Regions from separate parts of the Mus musculus genome. Here regions 1 and 2 are each linked to region 3. The links are chromatin contacts, called in public Hi-C maps. All regions are on one chromosome and are shown on one strand. The core of a region is the stretch at or near the end of the contact, and the rest is flanking DNA. Distances in the headings are between cores, read along the strand shown.

Region 1 (3,784 bases), core at 313-2,812, 190 kb after region 3:
GGCTGTTCTTCCAGAGGACCTGGGTTCAAAGTCCATCACCAACATGTTGGTTTACAACTGCCTGTAACTCCAGTTCCAGGGATTTCCAGTCCTGGCCTCTGCAGCTATCAGGCACACAGATGATACACAGACATAGATAATAGGCAAAACACTCAAATGCTCTATATAAAATAATAATTTTTTTAAAGTGAGACAATTAAGGGGAATGGAGACATTTTTACAAATGTGACTGGCTGTCTCAATCTATCTTTTATCAGTATCATGAAATACCTTACACAGGCTAACTAAAAACAAAAGAAGCTTAGTTATCTCACTGCATGGGAGCTTTGAAGACATAGCTCCAGCAGCTAGCCTGAGTGAAGGCATCACCTGGATGAGAGGAAGAGATCCCACCTCAGGAGGATGCCAGAGAGTCCGGGGTCCTGCTGCTCCTCCTGCAGGTGCACCTCCGGTCTAGTCACGCGGAGGACCTAGCCTCTTAACACGAGAGCCACATCCAGACTGTAGCCATGAGCAAAACCAAGTCAGCACTGGGGAAGGTGCTAAGTTATGACAGTTTCTCTGGTTTATGTTTTCTCCCCCACCACTTAAAAATTAAAGGCAGAGTGCACACACCTGAAGTCTCAGCGCTTGGCGGGTAGAGGCAGTCAGGTCAGGAATACAAGATCACTCTCGACTAAGTTGCAAGCTCAGCATGAGACCCTGTCTCTTAAGTGGGTGGTGGGGACTAGGTGTGTCGCTCAGTTGATAGTGCATGTGTAGCTTGCACAGAGCCCTGGACTCAAGCCGCAGCACTACAGAGAACTAACACAGTGCCACCCACCTATAATCCCAGCACGAGGGATGTGAAGGCAGGGAGGGGGTCAGACCATTCTGCGCTACAGCCTTTATATACATATATACATAGGTTCTTGGGAATTGCTGCAGGCTGCTGCTTAAACTGAAAGTCCTTTTGATCTCAGGTCCATGAGACAGCCAGTTTCTTACATTCTGGAGGACAATGAAGTATGCACTTACTTGTAAGCGACTTTATATTCATAATGGCTTGACCATTGTCTCTCTAATCTCTGCAGGCAAAGAGATTCTAATAAATTAGAGACTGCATCACCATAAATCTCTTACTGGCTGATAAAGACTATAATTATGTTTCCTGTTCCAAAAACCAAACCTTAGCTTACCTCTCTCTCCTTCTGTAGGTTAATGATACAGACGTTACAAACATGACCCACACAGATGCAGTGAATCTGCTGCGAGCCGCACCCAAAACAGTCAGATTAGTTCTTGGGCGGATTCTGGAGTTACCCAGGATGCCAGTATTTCCCCATCTGCTGCCCGACATTACAGTCACATGCCACGGAGAGGAGTTAGGTAAGGAAAGCACAAGCTTTGCTCAGGACGGCCTCCATGCGTCATTAAAAGCAAGACTCCTGTGACTGAGAAATAATTGTTTTCTGTTCTTTGAAGGATTTTCCCTGTCTGGAGGTCAAGGCAGTCCACATGGAGTGGTGTATATTAGTGATATCAACCCAAGGTCAGCTGCAGCTGTTGACGGTAGTCTCCAGCTATTAGACATCATCCATTATGTGAACGGAGTCAGCACACAAGGAATGACCTTGGAAGATGCAAACAGGGCATTGGACCTGTCACTTCCTTCAGTGGTGCTGAAAGTAACAAGGTAGGAACTAGGCAGTAAGTCTACAGCCTTGGGTATATGTATGCATGCATAAAGCACTGGGCAGTAGTCTACAGCCTGGGTGTGTGTATGCACAAGGTACTGGGCAGTAGTCTACAGCCTGGGTGTGTGTGTGCACAAGGTGCTGGGCAGTACTCTACAGCCTTGGGTGTGTGTGTGCATAAGGTACTGGGCAGTACTCTACAGCCTTGGGTGTGTGTGCACAAGGTACTGGCAGTAGTCTACAGCCTTGGGTGTGTGTGCACAAGGTACTGGGCAGTAGTCTACAGCCTGGGTGTGTGTATGCATAAAGCACTGGGCAGTAGTCTACAGCCTGGATGTGTGTATGCACAAGGTACTGGGCAGTAATCTACAGCCTTGGGTGTGTGTATGCATAAGGCACTAGGCAGTAGTCTACAGCCTTGTGTGTGTGTATGCACAAGGTACTGGGCAGTAGTCTACAGCCTTGGGTGTGTGTGCACAAGGTACTGGGCAGTAGTCTACAGCCTTGGGTGTGTGTGCACAAGGTACTGGGCAGTAGTCTACAGCCTGGGTGTGTGTATGCATAAAGCACTGGGCAGTAGTCTACAGCCTGGATGTGTGTATGCACAAGGTACTGGGCAGTAATCTACAGCCTTGGGTGTGTGTATGCATAAGGCACTAGGCAGTAGTCTACAGCCTTGGGTGTGTGTATGCATAAGGTACTGGGCAGTAGTCTACAGCCTTGGGTGTGTGTGCACAAGGTACTGGGCAGTAGTCTACAGCCTTGGGTGTGTGTATGCACAAGGTACTGGGCAGTAGTCTACAGCCTTGGGTGTGTGTATGCACAAGGTACTGGGCAGTAGTCTACAGCCTTGGGTGTGTGTATGGATAAGGTACTGGGCAGTAGTCTATAGCCTTGGGTATATGCATGCACAAGGTACTGGGCGTTAGTCTACAGCCTTATAGTTGTGTATGTCTGCATGCACAAGATACTGGACAGTCATTTACAGCCTTTTGGGTCTGTAAGCATACAGTTCAGTCATTGGTTGTGCTTGTACCCTCATACAGGCATTACAGAATTACTAATTCACAGCCAATAAAAGAGTAACAGTAGAAGAGAGTTCCATATAGAGTCTAAGAAGGGAAACAGCTAAGCAGGGAAATGCTTCAGTGTGACTCCAATTAATAGGCAGTTAGTACATATCAAGTACATTGCAAGGACCAGAAACATACCTCAGTTCTGTTTGGCCAAGAAAGGGAGTTTATTGGTTTGTGTAAGTCATCTGGTTCCTCTTGCTCTTTGCCATTATTTCTGGTGTATCGGTTTTCTCTATGGCGACCAGATGATTGCTCCAGCTGTTCTTCTCACATGCCTCCATCTAGAGCCATTTTCAAGCGGGGATCCCACAGTCACCACTGTTGTGCCCAGGCCTACAATATGGCCAATCTGTGAACTGCAGCAGAAGATAGAAATAAACCAGGTGGCTTTGGGTGGCCACGCCTCATTCCCAGAACCTGGGTGGAATCAGCCCTCTTAGCACTATTGCATACGCCAGCAAGATTTTGCTGACATGACCCTGATATAGCTGTCTCCTGTGAGGCTACGCCAGTGCCTGACAAACACAGAAGTGGATGCTCACAGTCAGCTATTGGATGGAACACAGGGCCCCCAATGGAGGAGCTACAGAAAATACCCAAGGAGCTACAGGGGTCTGCAACCCTATAGGAGGAACAACAATATGAACTAACCAGTGCTCCCCAGAGCTATGTCTCTAGCTGCATATGTAGCATAAGATGACCTAGTCGGCCATCATTGGGAGGAGAGGCCCTTGGACTTGCGAAGATCATATGCCCCAGTACAGGGGAATGCCAGGGCCAGGAAGCAGGAGTGGGTGGGTTCGGGAGCAGGGCACGGGGAGTGTATAGGGAACTTTCAGGATAGCATTTGAAATGTAAATGAAGAAAATACCTAATTAAAAATAATTTTAAAAAAAGGAAGAACTTGCATCAACTGGTGAAGCACAGCCGAGCCACACCCACAGCATCAAATGCTGACAGCAGCTTCCTTCACTTGTACAGGGCAACTGTTAGAACACATGGGTATTGATTTCCCATGGCTCCTCTGTCAAA
Region 2 (3,805 bases), core at 56-2,555, 220 kb after region 3:
CTTAGGAATAAACAGCACAAAACAGTTCATAAACTGCAGTGTACATAGAACCATTACTGTTGTTGTTATTATTATTGTTGTTGTTTTTTTTCGGGATAAGGTTTCCCTGTGTAGCCCTGGCTGTCCTGGAACTCGATCTGTAGACCAGGCTAAGCTGGCCTTGAACTCTAGATTGGCCTACTTCTGGTTGCCAAGTGCTGGGATTAAAGGCATGTGCCAGCACACCTGATGAAACTTGCTTTGTTTAACACCTACAGGGTCCAATATCTAAGTAGACTAATTGAAGCTGTTTTAAGAAATCTGTGGCTATGAGAACACGTCCGGTGAAGGCAGCCTACATGTTTAGCGGGTGTGCACAGCTGTGCCATATCAGCTGTCATTGACACACTTGCCAGACACACTGGATAAAACTAGTGCATGCTAGCTTGTGATCGGCCTTTAGACAGAGCCAGCCGTCTGTCTCTTCAGTGTGGCATTCCCTCACCTGGTGCACCCTTCCCGGAAATATGAGCTATGCAAAGCCATGTTTGCTCATGAGTCTTTAACTTTCTTCAACGTTTCTTTGTTTTTCCTTCTCTGTGTGTATATGTGTTTGTGTGTGTACATAGATGTGTAGGTATGTCTGTGCGCACGTGTACGCTAGAGGCTGATGTAGGAATCTTCCTTCCTCTGTGGCTCTCTGCCTCCCTTGAGAAAGACTCGGCCACTGAACACGGAGCTCCCAGATTGAACTGCTCCGGCTGCCTTCCAGCCCCAGGAATCCTCCTGACTCCATCTCCCCAGCACAGGATTAAAGGGCAGTCCCCATGCCCAACTTTTTCTGTGGATGCTGGGGATGCAAGCTCAGACTCCATGCTTATGTGACAAGCACTTTACCCCTGAGCTTTCTTCAGCTTTTCTAGAAGGAAAACAAAACAAAACAAAAACAAAACAGTATGCTGATTCACTTCCATTGGCGACATATAAACGTGTTATGAGACTTTCCTTATTATTTACAAAGTGTCAGAGCTTTTATTCCTTTATGAAACCTAAACATTTTAGTTAACACATTTTAATTAATGCTCCTAGGTCCTGCCAGGTGATGTTTTGGCTCACACGAGCTTACCCATTGCTCAGATGAGCTTAGCACTTCGTGTTCCTCAGGTGACCTGATCATGAATCACAGTAGAGTAGTCCAACTCAAACCCTGGCATGGACCCCAGGTCCAGCATTTTAACAACAGGCAGACAGCCGTTCAGTACCCACATGGAGCTTGCTGCCTGCGTGGGCGTGGGCTGGCTGTGTTAGTCGTGCTGCTGGGAAAACAAAACCGAAAGGAAGGGTTGCTGGACTCTGAGATACAGGCTGTGTGTTCAACAACACAGGATGGCCTGAGAGGCTGCATTTGAGGAAAACGAAGCAGATAATAAAACCAGAGGATGCTGGGGGAGGAGGAGTTCTAATGGGAAAGAAAGAATAAAGTTCTGAGACTGACATTGCCAAACATATCACTTAAATGAGCCCACAGAGGCCTGGGTACCATCCCTAGCCACTAGGACTGGGCGGTGGTGATGCAGTCCGTGTATTTTTCAATCTGTTGTTGTCGGTTTTAGCCACAGTCTTGCTCTGTACCCTAAGCTGGCCTTGAATACTCCGTCCTCCTCTCTTGGTCTGAATACTGGAAATTAGGCATATGCCACCATACCCAGCTTTGTATGTTTATACCTTTTTATCTCTTCCATTTTTTCTTTTGATCTGATTCAATATACCACTCAAATTTGAAAGATGGAAATGATACTGTAAGGACCTGACTTAGGGACAGGTGACATTGTAACTCACTACATTTTACACTTTCAGACAGGGGAGGTGCGACATATTTCTCATCTGAATTTCACTGCCTGGCCAGACCACGATACACCGTCGCAGCCAGACGACCTGCTCACATTCATCTCCTACATGAGACACATCCGTAGGTCGGGCCCAGTCATCACACACTGCAGCGCTGGCATTGGACGCTCAGGAACCCTCATTTGCATAGACGTGGTCCTAGGCTTAATCAGCCAGGATCTGGAAGTAAGTACAAGATACGGCCGAGTGCTGGGCGATGTGACTGTCTAAATGTGTTGTTTCACCTTGTACAGACAGTAAGCTTCTCTGTGAGAGCAAGTCAGTACTGTTGCCATGACTACAGGAAATACCAAAGTCCAAAAGACAGTCCACTTTTAAAAAGAAAAATATTGAGCTTTGTCCTTGTTACCTATAGATAAGAAATTGGTAATTTTGTTTGAAAATTAATACTAATCTATTACTCTAAGTAGTTACTCTTAATTTTTAAATATTAATAAAGCAAGTAACAGTGTGATCTTACTTTGACTCTAATCTAAATTCGTATGAAACTTCCTTAATTGCCAAAATATCTTGTATTTAAATATATATATAGTTTTTGGATATAATTGTATATTGTATATAATCAATATATAGTATGTATATATATATGTATGTGTGTAGATAGGTAGATGATAGAGATATAGAGATTAAAGGGTCTGTCTCTTAAAGGGTTTTAGATGATGCAGTTCTATCCAGTTCTTGATACTCCTATAACCTATGATAACTGAAGTGGGGCACACCCAGCAGTCCAGTCTGCCCTCGTCTCAGACTGTCAAGCATCAGCTAAATTAAAAGGAAATGGAATTTTATTCTGGACATTAGTGTGAGGAATATTGCTTACATTATTTTTTTATAGTTTAAGAAATTAGCTAAATGTCAGAGGAAGAGAATGTGTATCAAAGACGTTCAAACATAGTAGACTCTAGTTCTTAGAAATACTGTATCATAGAAGGTCACTTCAGGAAGTCATTATACTGGAGAGTTTGACGAGTCGTGAGGAGGGGCAGGGGTGAGGACCCCACAGGGGACGCCTTCGCATCACCCAGCTTGTGTCTAACGCACCACTCTGTGTCCCGGCAGTTCGACATCTCTGACCTAGTGCGCTGCATGAGGCTTCAGAGGCACGGCATGGTGCAGACCGAGGTGAGGAGGACTTCTTCTGAGACTAATAGTTTAAAAGTTGCTCTTGAATTTGTATTCTCTTTCTGTCTGTCTTTCTGAGATGATCTTGCTATGGCCCAGGCTAACCTGGGCTCAAGCGCTCTTCTCATCTCAGCCTTCAGGTAACAGGATGACAGAGGAAGGCTCTACCCTTTGCCCAGTGATCTCTTTGAAGGTTTCCTTCCATGTTATAACATAAAACCAACATCTCTTGTCATAAAGGACCCTTCTATAGCATTAAGACTAATTCAGAAAAAAAAAAAGGGGGAATTTCAGACTATCATTTTAGATACTACCTTAAAATTTTTATTTTTTTAATGGAGAACAGGAGCTGGGGAGATAGCTCCTCAGTGAAGTACTGTCATGAGGTCCTAGGTTTGAGCCTCAAAACCTACACGAAAATCCAGGCATAGACTGGGAGGACAGACTCAGGCAAGTTCCTAAATTTATGAGCTCCAGCCATTGAGAGACCCTGTCTCAAAAAAGCAGGGGGTTAGGGGAGGGGCGGGGAGGCACCTACCCAGGGCTGTCATCTGGCTCCTCATGCATGCACACACAGGCACATACATACACAGACACACACACAGGCACATACATACACAGACACACACACAGGGAGGGAGGGGAAAGGTGGGGAGAGGGAAGAAGGGATGCAGTGTCCCCACTAAGTTGCTCATAAAGGGTGGACTTGTTGGAGGCTCCGAGTGAGAATGGCTCTGCCTGCTGCCTGATGGGGTTCCTCCCCATCTCAGTCACCAGCCTTTCAGACAGCAGCAGC
Region 3 (3,759 bases), core at 67-2,566:
TGTTTGGGTGGGGCTGAAGGTTGAGGAAGTCTTTGGACATAGAAAGAGAAAGCAGGACTATTAATGACTAGACAAGCAACCATTACATCAGTTTAAAGCTAACCATGATCTCATCGAACTAACTTCCAGATACGTTTCTCTTTCTCTTCTATTCTTGTATCATCTCCTTGCTACTTCCTCTGGGAACTGTGGACTCTCTGTAATCCGTGTTTGAAGGTTTTCTCTGGTTTCGTAAATACAAACTCACCCCGTATCAGAGGGATGTGCTGGGTGAAACATCGCTCACATCTGAAGAGGAAAACAGAAACTCTCGAGCCTTCCTGTTCATGTTGTGAAAATCCACTGCCATTCATCGCTGCGATCACCCTAACTTCTACAAAGGGGAGAACTGAATGTACATGAACTGAGTGACTCAATTCTAACAAAACAAAATTTCTCAAACGCTAAAAAGAAAGTGAAGAACTAAAATAAAAAACTGAACATACAAAAAAGATACAATTAAGCTCGCTGCAACCTTGGCAAGAGCAACCAGGGGAGTGAGGGGAGTCGAGTGTGTGGGAGTCAAGCTCCCTGGCCAAAGAAAACAGTAACACGGAGCTTCAGCATGAGATCTGAAGAGACCCAGTGAGTCACCAAGGAAGGGGAAACCAGCGGAGAAAATAAGAGACAGCCATGCCACAAAAAAACAAAAAAACCACGGACCTTTTAAAAAGAACGAGAAGGCGAGGCATCCCCTCCACAGAACTGCAGGCAAGACCTCAGCAGACATGTCATGAAAGATGAGACTGGGACTGGGAGGCAGAGGGAGAAACTCCTGGCCCAGGTTAATGTTGCTAAAAGAGAGAAGTTGGAGGTGTGGGAGGATGAAGGACTTCCCATAAGGTTATCAGTTCCAGAGAATGCCTCAGAAGGGCTTGTCCTGGAGAGAGGAAGTCATTGTTCTGAATCCAGTAATGTGCAGCGCCTTTCCGGTATTTAGGATTTTAATCCCTGAGCAGGAAAAAGGTTCCTAACATGAGGTGGGGAAGCAGGAGGCCACACAGAATAAAGATCCCTCGCATTTTAAACAAGGCAGCTGATGGCCGGCTTCAGTGTTCACACTGGGCCACAAACAACCTTCTCCCGGAGGGACAGGAGGGATGGGGAAGGAAACCCGCTGCTTCCTGAGGCTGATCACTGACTACATTGTAGCCACTGTGCACTCAGCACTCTGACCAGAAATATCTTATCTCTGTAGTTGCTTAGAGCCACAAATGTCAGTGACTTGAAGCGTCGTCGCCTACTTGCGTGCTCTTTCAAATCTTTCATTGTGACCAGTAAAAACTTGCAAGCCCATTTAATAAATCAATAAGGCTCAGAAAAGCTACTTTGAGATGAGTGTACTTGGGTGACCATTTAAAAAAAAAAAAAAAGGTCATTTATGTTCTATTGCCCGCGGGGATTTCTGGGAGTCTATGTGATAAGCTTGGGAGACAATCAGCCCCTTGAACTGTTGAGAGGAAGTTGTTCTGACCCGATTGCTTCCTGTGAGCAGAGGAGAGCTTTCGATTACAAAGCAGCTTCATAGTTACAGACACAAGCCCAAGATACCCCCTTTCTTTCCATACCAAAAACTGGTGACTGGCTGAGGAGGAGGGAGGTAGGGATTGGGGGTGGGAGGGAGGGCACCCGGCAGGCTCTACTTCCCGATTTCAGGAGACAGAATCTTTGGACTTGCTTCCTGGGGAGTTTGAGAAAAGACTAGGAAAGGGAAGCAAGAAAACAGGATGACCGTGATTTTGAATGTTGGCTTGTTTCAGTTTTGTTGTTGTTGTTTGTTTGTTTGTTTGTTATGTGTTTGTGTTCTATCATGAAAAAGACATTAGTCAACAAAAGAACTAGAAAGTGTTATCAGACCCTTGTATGCATCCTATATCTTGAGTCCTGCGTTTTCTACAGTGGGCATGCGCAGCACCTGAGAGAGGAGGACTGTGGGAAGTGGGATGTTGTCAGAGCAGCGCAGGGGAAGAACGAGACCGTGAAGAGTTCTTAGAACAGAACCTGTCAACCCATCAGACGTTTGTTCAGCGTCCATTCAGGTCAGGGATCTAAATCAGAATCTAAATAGATCCAAAGAGAGTAAGCACCTATTTCACGTGTTAAAGGATATAGTTCCATGTTTGATATATAGTAGAGAGTATCTGTAATTCTTCTTAAGGGCAAACTGCCGTGCCACATCTGCAAGGCAACAGAATTTCAGGGATCAGTTCAAAGTGAAAAGGGTGGGGCTTTCAATCAGAATTAACCGTTTCTTTCTTAATTTTCCTTTCTTTACATTTCTTTACCGGGTGGGTGGGTGTATAGGCAAGCTCATACCAGAGCACACTTGTAGGTTGGAAGACACATAGCAGGTATTGGCTGTCACCTCCTACCTTTACCTTGAAAGTGCCTTTAATTTGCTAAGCCATCTATCTCTCCAACCCCTAGAATTATTAGAACTCACAAGTTGACAACAACAGAAGCCAGAGGCTGTCTTAGGGTTTCCGTTCCTGTGAAGAGACTCCATGATCAAGGCAACTCTTATAAAGGAAAACATTTAATTGGGGCTGGCTTACAGTTCCAGAGGTTCAGTCCATTATCATCATAGCAAGAAGCATGGTAGCATCCAGGCAGGCATGGTGCTGGAGAAGGAGCTGAGAGTTCTACATTTTGATTTTAAAGCAACCAGGAGAGACTGTCTTCCAGGCAGCTAGGAGGAGGGTCTCAAAGCCCACTCCCACAGTGACACACTTCCTTCAACAAAGCCACACCTACTCCACGAAGACAACACCTCCTAAGAGTGCCACTCCCTGAGTCAAGCATATTCAAACCACTACAGGGGCTTTTCTGAGTTTTGGTCCTGTGATCTTGCAGAATGACAGACCTGTACCATAAAACCACGTGTTAGTCACTGCTGGTCTATATAACTGAAGGTAGTCCCATCAAGTGCTGCGGTAGCCATTGAAGTTTTGAACATGGATGCCCTGAGACATCCACAAATAGTGCTGCACAGGCTGAACTACAAGGCCAGCCTCCCAACCTCTTAAACAATAAAATAATTATGAACCAAAAGCTGTGTCACTTAGGAGAACATTGAGTTTCCCACACAGGCTCTGGAGTCACTATGGCTCTCACACTGTTTTAACCAGTCTCTTGTGTAACACACAGAAGTTGATTTCAGTTTGAGCATTTCATGGTTTACTTGAGCCGGGTGTGGTGCGCACGCCTTTAATTCCATCACTTGGGAGGCAGAGGCAGGCGGATTTCTGAGTTCGAGGCCATCGTGGTCTACAAAGTGAGTTCCAGGACAGCCAGGACTACACAGAGAAACCCTGTCTCGAAAAACAAAACATGGGTAGGGGAGTGGGGGGGAGGGTGTGGGGGACTTTTGGGATAGCATTGGAAATGTAATTGAGGAAAATACATAAAAAAAAAAAAAGAAAGAAAAACAAAACAAAACAAAACTTGGGTAATCATGGTTTACTTGAGAATCTAGGTCCTGTAGGACCAAAACCCTGAGTGGCGCAGTAACACACACACAACACCAGCATTGGAGAGGCTGAGGCAGGGGGATTACGAGTTGAAGGTCTCATCCTAGGCTATATACAGATTTGCAGAGCAGCCTGGACCATGAGTCCCAATAAACCAGAAACACCTTGAGGTTAAAATTATCAGTTATAAAGTTTCAGATAAATGAGAAACCAGTAAATATTTCTACTTCATGGAAAAGTATAACAAAGG

What was found. A called contact is a pair of places that touch in the nucleus more often than the background predicts.
Region 1: a contact with region 3 is called in a Hi-C map of Sertoli cells, with 3 times the contacts expected there. The contact joins two enhancer-like sites. A contact is called at or near these places in 2 of 484 Hi-C or Micro-C datasets (Sertoli cells and peritoneal macrophages), 5 of 115 datasets of contacts at active chromatin or transcription factors (the NIH/3T3 cell line, embryonic stem cells, heart atrium and 2 more) and 1 of 9 other capture datasets (embryonic stem cells).
Region 2: a contact with region 3 is called in a Hi-C map of uterus. The contact joins two enhancer-like sites. A contact is called at or near these places in 1 of 484 Hi-C or Micro-C datasets (uterus), 7 of 115 datasets of contacts at active chromatin or transcription factors (embryonic fibroblasts, embryonic stem cells, fibro-adipogenic progenitors and 2 more) and 1 of 9 other capture datasets (embryonic stem cells).

Annotation. Positions count from the first base shown.
Region 1 is chr5:103,568,234-103,572,017 of GRCm38.p6, forward strand. It overlaps Ptpn13 (protein tyrosine phosphatase, non-receptor type 13), which reads left to right. Exons shown (of 48, transcript NM_011204.2): 34 at 1,197-1,368; 35 at 1,465-1,675. Among named protein-coding and RNA genes, the nearest start is that of Slc10a6, 59 kb to the right of the region's middle. Within about 2 kb of position 1,563, at least 13 of the 459 cell types and tissues checked have an H3K27ac peak or open chromatin away from gene starts, as enhancers often do. A contact at or near this core is called in Sertoli cells, where this site is marked.
Region 2 is chr5:103,591,671-103,595,475 of GRCm38.p6, forward strand. Ptpn13 (protein tyrosine phosphatase, non-receptor type 13) reads left to right here. Exons shown (of 48, transcript NM_011204.2): 46 at 1,837-2,052; 47 at 2,947-3,009. Among named protein-coding and RNA genes, the nearest start is that of Slc10a6, 36 kb to the right of the region's middle. Within about 2 kb of position 1,306, at least 56 of the 459 cell types and tissues checked have an H3K27ac peak or open chromatin away from gene starts, as enhancers often do. A contact at or near this core is called in embryonic fibroblasts, fibro-adipogenic progenitors and uterus, where this site is marked.
Region 3 is chr5:103,376,480-103,380,238 of GRCm38.p6, forward strand. No RefSeq gene overlaps it. Among named protein-coding and RNA genes, the nearest start is that of Gm30443, 18 kb to the left of the region's middle. Within about 2 kb of position 1,317, at least 122 of the 459 cell types and tissues checked have an H3K27ac peak or open chromatin away from gene starts, as enhancers often do. A contact at or near this core is called in Sertoli cells, embryonic fibroblasts, fibro-adipogenic progenitors and 1 more, where this site is marked.